Regions from separate parts of the Mus musculus genome. Here region 1 is linked to region 2. A link is a contact called in public Hi-C data. All regions are on one chromosome and are shown on one strand. Each heading gives the region's core, a stretch centred on a gene start, on an enhancer-like site or on the middle of the called end of the contact. The rest is flanking DNA. Distances are from core to core; before and after follow the strand shown.

Region 1 (6,721 bases), core at 4,106-6,605, 96 kb before region 2:
ATAAAAGCCTGCTATTTGTAACCTTATTTAAGTAAGAAAGACTTTATTCTTATGAAAGTGTAATATGGAAATCTATAAATACTTTCCTCACCCACTTGTTTCTCCCTGGGCCCTGATACAAACAGTAGACCCCTAGAACACAGTGCTGATGTTGCTAGGAGCAACACACAGAACCCCGATTCCCCTCCCAGACCCACTGAATCTAAGGCACTTAACTGAAACTTCAGGTGATTCATATGATTATTAAAATCAGAATCCAGCCACAAACTTGTCAAAGTATTGGTTGTCTGTCTATTGTGACTTAGGGATATGATGCTGTTAAATTTGATTTTATACCTCAATTGACAACTCTATACCCAGATGAGGTGGACTGAAGTTGGAACAGCTAACACTATCCATGCTTCAGAGTAGGACTATGAGACCCTTTATCCCTTCAGGTTTTATCCTCATTTTATTTTAATATATTGTTGCTTGGAATTATCATCAGAATACTTCAAGTTCAACTTTACAACTGTTTTGTGGCTGATGACATCAAGGCCTGGGGGACAATTGGTGGGCAAAGCTCAACATGACTTCAATGGCAAGCGCTAGGTCTACTGGTCCAGCCCAAGGCCACCAACCTAAAGCCTAACCTTCTCAATGACTAGTTCTACTGAAGTGTGCCCTGTGGAGGTGGGGGTGTGTGGATGCCATCTTTCCTAATTCATTGATTTGACATTTTAAAAATTAGCTGGTTTAGGAGGGTTGTAATTATGTTTGAAAGTTACATTGAGGGGTCTGGAGAGATGGCTCAGGGGTTAAGAGCACTGCAACCACATGGTGGCTCACAACCATCTATAATGGGATCCAATGCCCTCTTCTGGTGTGTCTGAAGACAGCTACAATGTACTCATATACATAAAATAAATACATACATCTTTTTTAAAAAGAAAGGTTTTTTTGAAGACACTATCATTATCTTAGCATCTTGGCATTATTGAAAGGATGGAAATGGCAAGACTGGATTTGCTAAAGCCTTCACTGGAGACTTGGCTAGCTCCCATTTCTGTCTGTCAGCCTTTCTTTGAGCTTCGTGGCTTTGGCCACATTTACTTTCACGTCTACGAAGCTTTCTTCAAAATTCTAGACTGTAAGTAGGTAGTAGTGACTTAAAATTTGGAATAGTATCAATTATCTTCCAACCATGAAAAATGAGTAACAGCTCATGTAAATGCTACCTGCCACCAGAGTTTTGTTAATAATTGTCACTTCAAATAACAATTTTTTTGTGCCTGGCTAGTGCTTTTAGTGACACTCCAGGGATGTCTCTGCCAGCCCCTTCTCCTCTCCGAGGCTGCAGAAGGAACTTGGGAGCTGTCATTACAATTGCAGTATGATTATCTTTGTTACCAACACAGCACAATTGTTTTCTTTTTCTCTCTGACTGATTTTACCATCTGGAATATTCTCATTTTTTCTTCATCATAGAGATACAGAAATTTCATGAAGCCCACATTGGGTCATACGATTGAAATAACCCCCCTTCATGTTTAATCTGAAGGCTGATCTTAGGTTCTGAACTTTTCTTCTGTCGTTTCTTCCATATTTATTTTCTTTGTTTACATTCCCAGTATTAACTCCTCCAGCATCTTCATCTCTTTCCAGTTTTTCTTCTCTTTTCACCTTTTAAAAAAGTCAAGTTTTTGTTCTGTCTTGTTTGCTTTCCTTTGCCCTTCCTATGGACTTTTGTCTTGGGAATATTTTCTGTTTGCTTGATACCTTATTCTTATTTTATGCCAATTGGTGTTTTGCCTGCATGTATGTCTGTGTGAGGGTGTCAGATCCCCTGGAACTGCAGTTACAGGCAGTTGTGAGTTGCCATGAGGGTGTCGGGAATTGAACCCAGGTCCTGTGGAAGAGGAGCTGGTGCTCTTAACTGCTGGGCCATCTTTCTAGCCCTCTCTCTTTTTTCCATATCCTTTTTCTAAGAATATTGATGAGACTTCAAAATTCTCTTTCATTTTCTGTTTGTTTGTTTTGTTGTTGTTGTTGTTTTAACATAAATTCCTAGTCTTTTTCTCCATGGTTAGGAGCACTTTCTCTACAAACACAAGGACCTGACTTCTAACCCTCAGCGTGCTCATAAAGAGCCAGCAATAGACATCTGAGTGTGTGACCCCAGCATTGGGAAGGCAGGCTGGGAGACAGAGACTGATGGATCTCAAAAGCTTCCTGGCTAGCCAGCTTAGCAAAGAAGGCAAGGCAAGCTCCTGGTTCAGTGAGACACTTTGTCTAAAGGGGTGCATACAGGCAGACACCTGACTTCTTCCTCTGACCACCACAAATGCAAACTCACGTACGTGCACCACACACCATATACCACACATATACAGCACACATACACAACACACACATACTTAGTCTTCCTTTGGTGTGATCTATGGTTTGGTTTTTCTTTTAAAGAAATTTTATTTATTATAATGTGTATTGTGTGCTTATGTGCACAGGTCTATTATGCACGTAGATATATACATGACACAGTGCACACGTGCTTGTCAGAGGATAACTTTGTGGGCTCTCTTCTTATACATTTGTGTGAGTCTTTGGGGATCAAACTTAGACCACCAGCTTGTTCTGCAAGTGCCTTTACCTGCAGAGTCTGCCCACGATTATGTGGTGTTCTGTAAACATCTGGTGGCTCTTGGCTGTCACTGCACCCATGTGCAGTTCAAATGCACAGTGTGAGGAGCAGACATGCATTTCTTCTCTGAGTAGATCTGTCTCCTGAATGAGCTCTGTGAATAGGAAACGCCTTTGGTGAGCTACAGTATACAGGTATAAGGTTTTTACTCAGTGGTATCAACACATTATGAAGGCTGACACCCCCCCCCCCCCACACACACACACAGAGGGGTGGTTTGAGGGCTCTGCTAGCTGACCCTCTCCTCTTCCCCTTCCTTACTGTTCACCAGAATTACTGTCCTGTTTCCCTCTGCTCATTTGAATTCCGAGCGCAATTCTCTGCTCCTCTCATTTCCCTTACCTGTTAGTCCATCCCATGTGCTTTCTATCGTCCTCAGAGCCTTCAGAGCCTCCCAGCATCCGTGGCTCCTCTTCCTTCTCTGAGTCAGATGGATTCCCTCCATCTGAGCCTCTTCATCTGATGCTGCCATGGACTGGGAAAATTATATTCAATTCCGCAACTTTAATCCCAGACTCAGGCTTTCCTTGTGCTGGAAGGTTAGTATTTTCCTCTAGCCTTTGTCCCCTATGATAAAGAAGCAAAAGTGTGTTGTGTCCGGCCAGCAGATCACAGCCTGGGTTCTAGCCTGGAAAGGCATTCTGGAAACCTGGAAGAGAAGAGGGGCTAGGCGGCGAGATAAAGAAATGCAGCTAAGACAGGCATTCTGATCAAAGCTCAACTTTACTGTTCCGCATGCAGTTATGAAGCAGGGGAAGGGGCCCGATTCCCGCCAAATAATCTCGGGGTCCAGTAGCAGGGTGACCACATGTGTGGCTCCAAACAGCAAAGCAGCACGTTCCAGCAGTGGGCGTGGCAGAATGATTGAGTGGAAAGCTCCACCCCTGAGCAAGCAGGTTTCAGGCTAAGGAAGGGGAGACGACCAGGCTGAGGGAGGGGAGACTACAAAAGTGCAATGACAGGAGAAGGAAGGACAATGTCAAGGTCAAGTCGCCTGTCTTAGTCACTGATATAGTGACCACAGTGACTTACAAGGGAAAAGATTTAATGAGGGCTGGCTTACAGTTTCAGAGGGCTAGTCCATTATCATCATGGCAGGAAGCCTGGTGACACATAGGTAGACATGGTGCTGGAGGGGGACCTGAGAGTTCCACATCAGAAGGAAGAGAGTGACCCTGACCAGGCTTCAGCTTCTGAGACCTAAAAGTCCATTCCCTAGTGACATACTTCCTCCAACAAGGCACACCTCCCAATATTGCCCATCCCCGTGAGCCTTTAGGGCCATGGCCATTCAAACTACCACATCTGACTCCCTGCTCTCCATAGTAGATCATTATGAAAAAGTCTCCATAGTCTATCTCAAAGTCTACTCTGAGACTCAGGCAATCTCTTGACTGTAATCCCCTGTAAAATCAAAATGAAAAGCAGATCACATGTTTCCAACATATAATGGCACAGGACATACATTATGATTCTAAAGGGGAGCTTACTGGACCAAAACAAGACCAAAAAACAACTGGGCAAACTCCAAAGTCTGCATGGCTTGGTCTGCATGACCATGTCTGATGTCAAAGGGCTCTTCAGACTGTTCATAGCTGAGTTACCTTTGACCTTGGCAAAGAGGGGATGTCCATTTCATTCTTAAGTCTTGCTTGGCCTGAGGTAATTAAATCAGGTGATTTCCCACCCACACTTCTTGTGTTAAGCCACTTGTGCAAAAAGGAAGCACCATAAATCTGTCCCAAGAGTTATCTCAGAGAACCCAGGCTAAAAATTAGACATACCCCCTGGTGGTGTGACTCACTCACAAGGAAGTTCTGCTCAGCTCAGCCCAGATCTGACCTACTCCCTATACTCCAGTTTGAGATGGGGTTTCTATTTCTAGCCTTGATTTCTATTATTATTATTATTATTATTATTATTATTATTATTATTGTCATCATCATCATCATCATCATCATCATTATTTTACAGTCTAGTCGTTATCCTCCATCCAGCTCGCCCCTCTGACAGTTCCTCACCCCATTCCTCTTCCCCCTGTCTCCAAGAGGATGTTTACCCCCAACCCCTCAGTCCTCTCCACTCCCTGGGGCCTCAAGTCTCTCAAGGGTCAGGTGCATCTTCTCTCACTGAGGCCAGACCAGGCAGTCCTCTGCTGTATATGTGTCAGGGGCCTCATACTAGCTAGTATACGCTTTCTGGTTGGCTCGCCTTGATTTCAAGATCCTCCTGCTTCAGCCTCTAGAATTCTTGGATTACAGGTACAAGTGATGGTCTAGTCTTTAGCCAAACAGTGCATGTGCTGATATGAGCCGTTGACATCCCTGATTATTCTCGTCTCACTAGCTTTCACCATGCACATACCTTTCTAGCCACTTTGCTGCACAAGGGGTTCTCAATGACCCTTTAGAAAGCACACTGTGCTCATCTCCCCAGTCTACCACCAGAGCTTGGATGCCATGGATTCTGCTGTTTTGTTTAGAGTGGAGGTGTAGTCTCTCAGTAGCTTAATCTGCCTGTTATTGTTTCTCCTCTGTGATTGAAACATCAACTATAGCCCACTTGTGGTGGTTTGATTAGGAATGTCCCCACAGACTCCCATGACTAAATGCTTTGTCATAGGGAATGGCACAGCTAGGAGAAGTGGCCTCCCTAGAGTAGGCGTGACCTTGCTGGAGGAAGTATGTCCCTGTGGGGGCAGGATTTGAGGTCTCAGAAGCTCAAGTTAGTTCTCTTCCTGCTTCCTGTTGGTCCATTTGTTGAGCACTCAGCTCCTTCTCTAGCACCATGGCTGCCTATGTGCCTCTCTGTTTTCTGTCATGACAATAATGGACTAAATCTGTGAACTGTAAGCCAGCCCCAATTAAATCTTTTCCTTTATAAAAGCTGCCTTGATCATGGTGTCTCTTCACAACCATAGAACCCTAACTGAGATAGAAGTCTATCCTTAACCTGTTTTAACGTATCTTATTAAAATTCAACCTAATTTTATACCCAAGCTCCCGTCTTTACGGGGCAAGTACACGTCTTGTTTGAACATATTGATTAAACATTTTATTTTTGCTTTTCACAAAAACCAAGTTAAAGGATGCAAATGTGCTGTCCCAACTCTGGGTTGGATTTGTAAATTAGAGTGAGGCCCCAATAGTTCCTCAGACACACATTGGGAGCTGGGCCTTGGGGTTGGTTTGCTGTTTATTTGTTTGTTTGTAGTTGTTTGAACTGGTCTTGGTTTTCCTATAGCACAAAGATCCATATCTACCCAAGCTTTCTGTTGCAGGACATAAAGTTCTCACACAGAGGTTGGGGTAGTTCCCACTTTTCAACTCCGTCCTCCACATATTCTTGTTTTTAGAAGACCAAAGAGAGATTCATAAAAGGCCACATCCTCTCATGCTCTTTATTGATGAACAGCAGCAAGCCAAGTCTTGTTTCTTCTATACTTCAGTGCACTGACTCTCAGTGGCCAGGGTAGGGGAGGCTGATGTGTGGTTGAGTTCAGGAGAATTTGAATGTCACCTTGTCTCTTCTTTCTTGGTCTTATGCATCTGATTACCTCATTGCCTTTTAAATTTAGAAAAAGATATACTTCAAAGCAGTTGAAAACTGGCCATTTAAGAACATTTCAAAATCTGGAATTGTGTGGCTCTGAGGGAAACAGCATTGATAGAAGGTGTAGATTTCTTAAGGTTCCTGATACACAAAGTACCACAGCCATAGTGCAAGCAATAAGGTCCTGTTTTTCCAGAGTACTGAAGATGAGAAACCTGAGAGGGCAGTGTCAATAGCACCAGTGTTTTCTGAGCTGTGGATGAAGCTAAATCCCAGGTCACATTCCAGGCCATGTCCCAGGGAATGTCTCAGGGTGATGTTCCAGGCCATATCCCAGAGAATGTCCCAAGGTGATGTCCCAGGCCATGTCCCAGGTATCCCAGGGTGATGTCCCAAGCCATGTCCCAAGACTCTCTTCTTGGTTCATTGGGAGGCTTTTCTCCTTGGCTTTCAATGTGTCCCTGTTTTTTGGTGTCTATATTCCAACTC
Region 2 (7,060 bases), core at 2,681-5,180:
TACATCCCTGTCCATGCACATACATAATCTGCCTCCTATACAAGAAGGTTTATGTGCTATGTTTAAAAGTCAGCACTGTTGTGTCATCATTGTCAGACAAGGGGTGTGCAGATGACTGTGGTGTGTGTATGTGTGTGTGTGTGTGTGTGTGTATGTGTGCCACTGTGGCTCCATACAGAGTGGTCCCGACATTCTGCAAGTGCTCTGCTCTCTGCCGTTCATCTTCTTTCTGACCCACTACAGGCTGCCATTTATCTTTTCTGTCCCACAGTGTTGGCTGTTCCAGAGATCACATACTTGGAATCATGCAGTATGGAGCCTTGCAGATGGCTGCTTTCTCTTGTGATGTATATTTTTCTGGTCAAGCCACCTTGGAATACATTTTATTAAAATATAATTAATATATAACAAAACTGCATGTTTCAGTTGTACAATATGATGTTTTCAGCGTATGTCTACGATATTATCATGATCAAGACAGTGAGCGTAGCCATCATTTCCCAAAGTTCATATGTGCCACTGTGACACCCCCTCAACTGATCACCACTCTTGGGCCATCCCCATTCATCTGTCTTGCTTTATTCTAATTAGTTTTAAATTTCTAGAATTTGATAGATGAAACTTCTCTGATGGTTTGTATATGCTTGATCTAGGGAATGGCACTATAGGGTGGGGGGAGTCTTGGAGTAGATGTGGTCTTATTGGAATAGGTGTGGCCTTGTAGGGGTAGGTGTGTCACTGTGGGCCTGGGCTTTAAGACCCTTGTCCTCACTCCCTGGGAGCCAGTCTTCTCCTGTTTGCCTTCAGAACAAGACAGAACTCTCAGCTCTTCCTATACCATGCCTGCCTAGACACTGTCATGTTCCTGCTTTGATGATAGTAGAACTTGTAAGCCAGTCTCCATTAAATGTTGTCCTTATAAGAGTTGCCTTGGTCATGGTGTCTTTTCACATCAGTAAAATCCTAACTAAGACACCACCCAATATAGTCTGTTTTTCTTCAATTTTGTGGCTTAACACCGTAACTATTCTGGCATTTGCTCACTGTACTGCATGTATCAAACCTTAATTCCTTTTTGATTACTGAATAGTCTTCCTTTGTTTGAGTACATCGTGATTTGTTATCCACAAATCTGTTGATGGACATCTGGGCTGTTTCCACTTTTGATGGATTAAACATAAGGCCTTGGTGAGCACATGAATGCAAGTCTTTATGGTGATGTGCCCCACAGCTTTAGAAACACCCATGATCAGAAAGGCTGGTCATAGACTTGTGGTGAATACACTGTTAAAGAGATGGCAGCATTTTCTAAAATGGTTGCATCACTTGCTATTCCTTACCAGCAGTGTGAGCACCCCAGTTGCTTCATGTCTTTGCCAACTTAGTAGGATTTATTATTATTATTATTATTATTATTATTATTATTATTATTATTATTATTATTGCTTTTTTCTGAGACAGGGTTTCTCTGTGTAGCCCTGGCTGTCCTGGAACTCACTCTGTAGACCAGGCTGGCCTCGAACTCAGAAATCTGCCTGCCTCTGCCTCCCAAGTGCTGGGATTAAAGGCATGTGCCACCACCCCTGGCGGATTTATTATTTTTAAGCTTAGCCACTGTGATCAGTATTCCACTGTAGCTGTTGTTAGTCCTTGTCTAGTGACTGATAACATTGTACTCTTCTTGGGCATCCATTTGTCTTCCTTGCCTCTGGGGAGATGTGGAGATTGACCTCAAGTTCCTGCCACATCAACAGGACTCCCTTCTGTTAAAATATGTCTCTTCTTTATGAGACGTAATGACAGCAACTGTCAACAGTCACTGTAAACTCATGTGTGAGTAGTCCAGTAAAGAGTTCTAGTCAGAGATTGCTGCTGTGCTTGGGCAGGTTATAGCTCACCCTTTTTAAAGGTTGTATTTTATTTTTAAATTATGCATGTGTCTGTGTAGAGGCATGTGCACATAAGTGCAGGTGCCTGGAGACAAGAGAAGAGTATTGGTTCCCCTGGAGCTGGAGTTATAGATGGTTATAAGCTGCCCTGTACGGATGCTAAGAACTGAACTCCAGTCCTCCGTAAGAGCAGAGCTGACTAGCTGTGGAGCCATCCCCAGTCCTGTGAATAACTTTAAGAGGTGGCTGGTACGTTGGCATTCATAAGGAACTACCACAACATTTACCTTGTCAGACAGCAAAATCTGTTCACATCCTACAGGATCCACACATTCTTGACAGTTTATGTAACCTCTTACTGTGGTCCTGGGTAAAGTTGCCGTAAATAAACCTGAGTTGATCTCTAAGAGGCTGTCTGCTATTTATTTGCTTATCCACACCGATTTCTGGTGGACCATTGTTCAGCCATCAGGGTAGGAAATGCTGTGGTCACCTCTCTAGTTGAGATAGGTATTTTTCTCTCTGTCAAGCTGTGTGTTCTCAGACAAGTTGCTTGCCCATTCTGTGTTTCTATAAAACAGAAATATGGTAAATAAAGTGAACTCTACCTTTAAAATCCTAAGCCACCATAAATCCCTTCACTGTAAAATGATTGAGTGTGGCCTGAGTGCTCCAACATTTCCCAGAATCCTCTTCTCACACTTGTGATCTCTTGGCTCCTAGAGGAAGCACTTTGTACAGAATGGAAAACTTCCAAGTGCTTCCTTCTAAAAGAGAGAAAGCAGTGTTGGTCGGGCACATGGCACATAGGGATGGAACAACTCTGCTGACATCCGGTGTCCAGCTTACACCAACCTGCTGCTCAGCCTAGAACCCCACTCCAGAGTCCACAGACCTGGAGGCCAATGAGCAAGATCAAAGATGCAGCCTAGTGCATCTGACAGAGAGGGGAGGAGGGAGAAAGTTGCCTCTTTAGATTAAAAACATAATAATTAATGGTGCCTTCCAACCATGGAGCTATAAATAGACCACGACGGCTCTTTGTATGCTGAGATGGAATGAACCCCCAAGAAATAGGAGCAGGAAGAGAGGCCAGGAAGAGATTTGCACAAAAAGGATAAAAGAAATGTAACCAATTGTTATGTTTATCCATATTGCTGTCTTGGAGGAAACGTGATCCTATTTGGTTGTGGTCACTTCTGAGGAGGGGCCTGCTTGTCAAAGCTGAGGAGGGAGCCTTTAAGTGGCATTCTTTTGGGTATATTTTACTTTTTAATCACATAAATAATTGCTTATTCAAAACTAAATCATATAACCCCAGTAGCAACAATAATAAAAAGGATTAGCTGTAAAATTATGTTAATATAGGATTGTAGTAATATAATTACACATTAACTATATTATTTTTGTAGCTATATACACCAGTAACTTACCGTAGTATAAACTCTAGGAAAAAGAAATAATAAAACAACGAGACCCAAAGCCAGCTGCTGGCTGGATAGATGCAAGTTGGCACCTCCATTTGCCTCCAGAGCTAAATAACATCTATAACCCCTATACTAATTACAGGATAGGACAGTAAGTAGGGTGAGCACAGCACACAGGGGAGGCAGTCGCTGGCATCCTCACCAGCTTAGGATCCATCTTTAGGTAAAGGACCATAGGGACATTAGGGCAGATGAACAAGGGGACAGAGTGGAACATCCTGGGCTAAGCTAAGCCGACACTGCCTCTACAGACTGTCTACAGACAGATGTGGTTTGCAAACTCTGGCCTGTAAGCCTGAAGACCTACTACTGCTCCAGAGCTCTCTGAATCCCTGCCTTCCTCTTGGTCTACAGGATAAAAACTGGACTTACACAGTCCTAACAGTTGGTCCTGGCCAGGTCTCTAGAGGTCCTGGGTTTCGGGCTGGCCATGTTTGAGAAGCCGCAGCTCAAGCCTCTTCTCTGCCATTTCCTGTCTGCTCACATGCAGGCACCTCTGTTGAGCGGGGTGGCTGCCACTCCGAGGTGAGTCAGAGTGGCCATCATCCCAGACTTCTTCATTTCCAGAATGAGAAGAGGTCATGGGACAGAGAGGTGGCCATTGCTTCCTCTTGTTTTTCTGCTGGGTAACACAAGGGCTGGGACTCAGAACTGAGTGAGCAGGGCCAGGACAGTACTGTCACCCCATGCACCTGCAGCCTTTTCCTCCTGTGACCTCTCTCTTAAATGAGAGAAATAAAGATTTCAATATAAGCCAAACAAGCAAACCAGATTAACAACAAACAAACCAATATACTGATCTTATCAGGCTCCCTCCACACTTGATTCCTTGAAGCCACAGTAGAAAGGAAAAAAAAAATCACAGTGAATTCCCTAATGTCATTGCCCCTTGGCTGTGGCACCAATGTCTTACTCTGGGGGACTCCCTTGGTACTCCCCACCCCAGAGCCAGAGCTCAAGAAGATATATGACCTTAGCTCTATAGATGGAAAACATCTTACCAGGAGGCAGAGATTCTGGAAAATTGCTAATAAATCGCTACTGCCTTCTTTTAAAGGATCGATAAGATAAGGCTGGAAATGACTGATAGAGAGCCTCATGTTTTGAGTGTTAATGGGGGATATGGTGCCTGGTACCTGGGAACAGTGTCTGGCTGGGCCATTAGCCTCCCCCAGCACAATGTTCAACACTTCATTCATTGCTTTAGACCTGTAGTTCTGGATGTTGAGTTTGAATAATGAAATTATTTGGGAGAACTGGGTATCAGAGAAATTGCTTTCTTTATGTTTGCAACTGTGAAGATTTTATTTACAAGAGTCCACGGGGCATCATTAGGGTAGGATGCAGGCTCTTTGGAGCTGTGCCAAGATAGGAAGGAATCCAGGCATTCAGATGGCCCCCTTCTATCACAGCCTGCTCTGTCTGACTGAACACATTGTTTTTGGAATTCCTCTCTTTCCTCAGTAATGGCCCTGAGGAGGACAGCTGGACCCCACAGTCAAATGGGCACTTTAGAGGAGAGGGGGTCTTCTGTTATCTGACCTCTCTTCAATTGTGCAAGAAGGAGGTACCAGGCACCCACAGCTGAGCTTCGAATCAGAAGTTTCTCTTCCTCGTCCCATTATCTGGCAGCCAGGTAGCAGTAGAGAGGCTGTACCAGAAGAGAGGCCTCTAATGAGATCTGAGGATCGTTCAGCCTCCCCTCCCCCTTGTCCATAGGTGCTCCCATCCTTAGCCCTTCCATATAACACAGCATCCCATCCGAGTGTTTGAATGTATTGAAGCTCCCACATTTGCCTCTGCGATCACCCCAGTAAGAGATTCCACTGTCTCTGTAAAAAGCAAGTCTCTAAGCAGAGGTTGCCTGAGAGGACTGCCAGGAAGGTGCCCAGAGAGTGTGGCATCGGCAGCAGCTTCAGTCAGCAACCTAAGAATCTTTGGACAAGTGATTTGAGCTCCCTGGCTAGCTCCTCTGTTTTGTTTCCCATGTGGCCTTTAGTGCTCTGTTCTTTTCTGCTCCAGAGAATTCTGATTTTGCTGAGTTTGGCAAGCTCACACACAGCAAAGCCTGGGACTCGAGAGAGCTGTGACGACCAGGAGGCCCAACACCAAACACCCCTTACATCTACCCTAGCCAAACTTGTCCACCCGGAACAGCAACTCCGTGTCCCTGACTCAGGACAACCAGCTTAGAACTACTGCTCCTTGACAATAGCACAGACTCCGAGCAAAACTACAGGCAAGGAAGAGCCTGGTGGTTTGATGGCTGGAGGCTTCGGGGCATAGATGGCTCTAAGCAATTTGGGGGGCAGCACACAGCCAGGAAGTTGCTGATCCAGTTACCCACCCTCATGCAGTGAGCACAGCCTTTTCAGTTCTGTTCCAGCTTGCTAAAGTCATCTGCAGCCTGCATCTCTTTGTGACTGGCATTTTCATCTTGCAGAGCAGCCATAGACTAAGGCCACCGGTGACATTCTACAAAACAAGTTTTTAAAGATGTAAAAGGATATCAGCTAGAAGCAGTTGTGTCCTCTTACTGGGGACCTAGCTCAGTGGGGGCAGATAGAATCTGTCTTCACATGTGGAGGGAAGCAAAGAGACTGAAGCAGCCAAAAAGGTGCAGTAGACTCTGTCTTGGCTTTGAGGCTCCTTGCCTGCCAGTGGGCACAGCATTGGTCTGGGAGATACCTGGCCTAAACACATTTAGGGGACTTGTCATCCTCAGTTGGCCTGAAGGTGGCAGCTCTTCCCAGGTCTGCAATGCGCTGGGAATTTGCTTCTCTGAAGCCTTTTTAAGTAGGGCAGCTTCCCTCTCTCTGGACCGCATCCAGCATTTGCAGATTATGAAACAGCCTCAGTTCTGTTTTCAGAGATTTGCTGGTAGAACCATCCCGACCGCCCACTGCTCCTGAGCTTGGATGGCACAGAGCGAGCCCTGGAAACAGGGCAAGCTTCTGAAGGGCAGCACAGGATTCTGGGCAAGCCCTGGGACTCCAGTTGATGTGATATAAATGAATACTCGGTGCTTGCCAGGGCTGTGGTCTTGGCCCAATGTCCAAACCCATCTGAGGAAAATCAGAATAGCTGTGCCTTCCTCTGTGCCCTCCTGCTCTTCTGTCTTCCTCAGAAACTAGTCAGATTGCTGAGTCACTAGATCAGGTGATTTGGAATAGTATGGATGCAGCCTGTGAAATAGTGGAGGGATCTACAGGTCCACCCAATATTCTAAGTTGGCATCCAGTGTAGCAGGAGTTGACAGCCACAGACTATAAACACTGCAGCAAGATAATAGCGCACATACTGCCGGACATGCTGGTGACTTCCTTTCCAGCCCTTGCACCCTGTCATGTCCCAGAAGGCATCTGATTCAACGAAATTAAGTTCAGCTAACACTGATGATGCTAACTGCCCACGGTCCTTCCAGGAAACTGTGTCTACTGATTTGTTTAGTGATAAGGTTCTATACTACTGGTGTTCAGTAAACTGTTCGGCAAACCGGGGTGCAGAGAGGTAATACTAATTGTCCAAGGTCATACAGCAAACAGGGAGTGGCTTTAAGATTCAAACCCAGGCATGCTCTTGGCTCAGGAGCTGTTATCAACAAAGAGAGCATCACCTTCAACACAGGCATGATGCAGAATTTCAGATTAGCAGATTTCTATGCCCCACACCTACCCTTCCTTC

What was found. Hi-C and Micro-C count contacts between places; a contact is called where the count stands out from the background.
Region 1: a Hi-C map of pancreatic cancer cells shows a contact between it and region 2, with 2.5 times the contacts expected there. The contact joins two enhancer-like sites. A contact is called at or near these places in 3 of 39 promoter capture datasets (embryonic stem cells, hippocampal neurons and stem cell-derived epiblast-like cells), 28 of 484 Hi-C or Micro-C datasets (the Ba/F3 cell line, the F1.1 cell line, the G1E-ER4 cell line and 15 more), 3 of 115 datasets of contacts at active chromatin or transcription factors (bone marrow-derived dendritic cells, embryonic stem cells and extraembryonic endoderm stem cells) and 2 of 9 other capture datasets (adipose tissue and embryonic stem cells).

The regions. Positions count from the first base shown.
Region 1 is chr15:39,832,510-39,839,230 of GRCm38.p6, reverse strand. The region is part of intron 4 of Dpys (dihydropyrimidinase); the gene reads left to right. Among named protein-coding and RNA genes, the nearest start is that of Dpys, 22 kb to the left of the region's middle. Within about 2 kb of position 5,355, at least 11 of the 459 cell types and tissues checked have an H3K27ac peak or open chromatin away from gene starts, as enhancers often do. A contact at or near this core is called in bone marrow-derived dendritic cells, bone marrow-derived macrophages and pancreatic cancer cells, where this site is marked.
Region 2 is chr15:39,734,536-39,741,595 of GRCm38.p6, reverse strand. No RefSeq gene overlaps it. Among named protein-coding and RNA genes, the nearest start is that of Dcstamp, 7.9 kb to the left of the region's middle. Within about 2 kb of position 3,930, at least 26 of the 459 cell types and tissues checked have an H3K27ac peak or open chromatin away from gene starts, as enhancers often do. A contact at or near this core is called in bone marrow-derived dendritic cells, bone marrow-derived macrophages and pancreatic cancer cells, where this site is marked.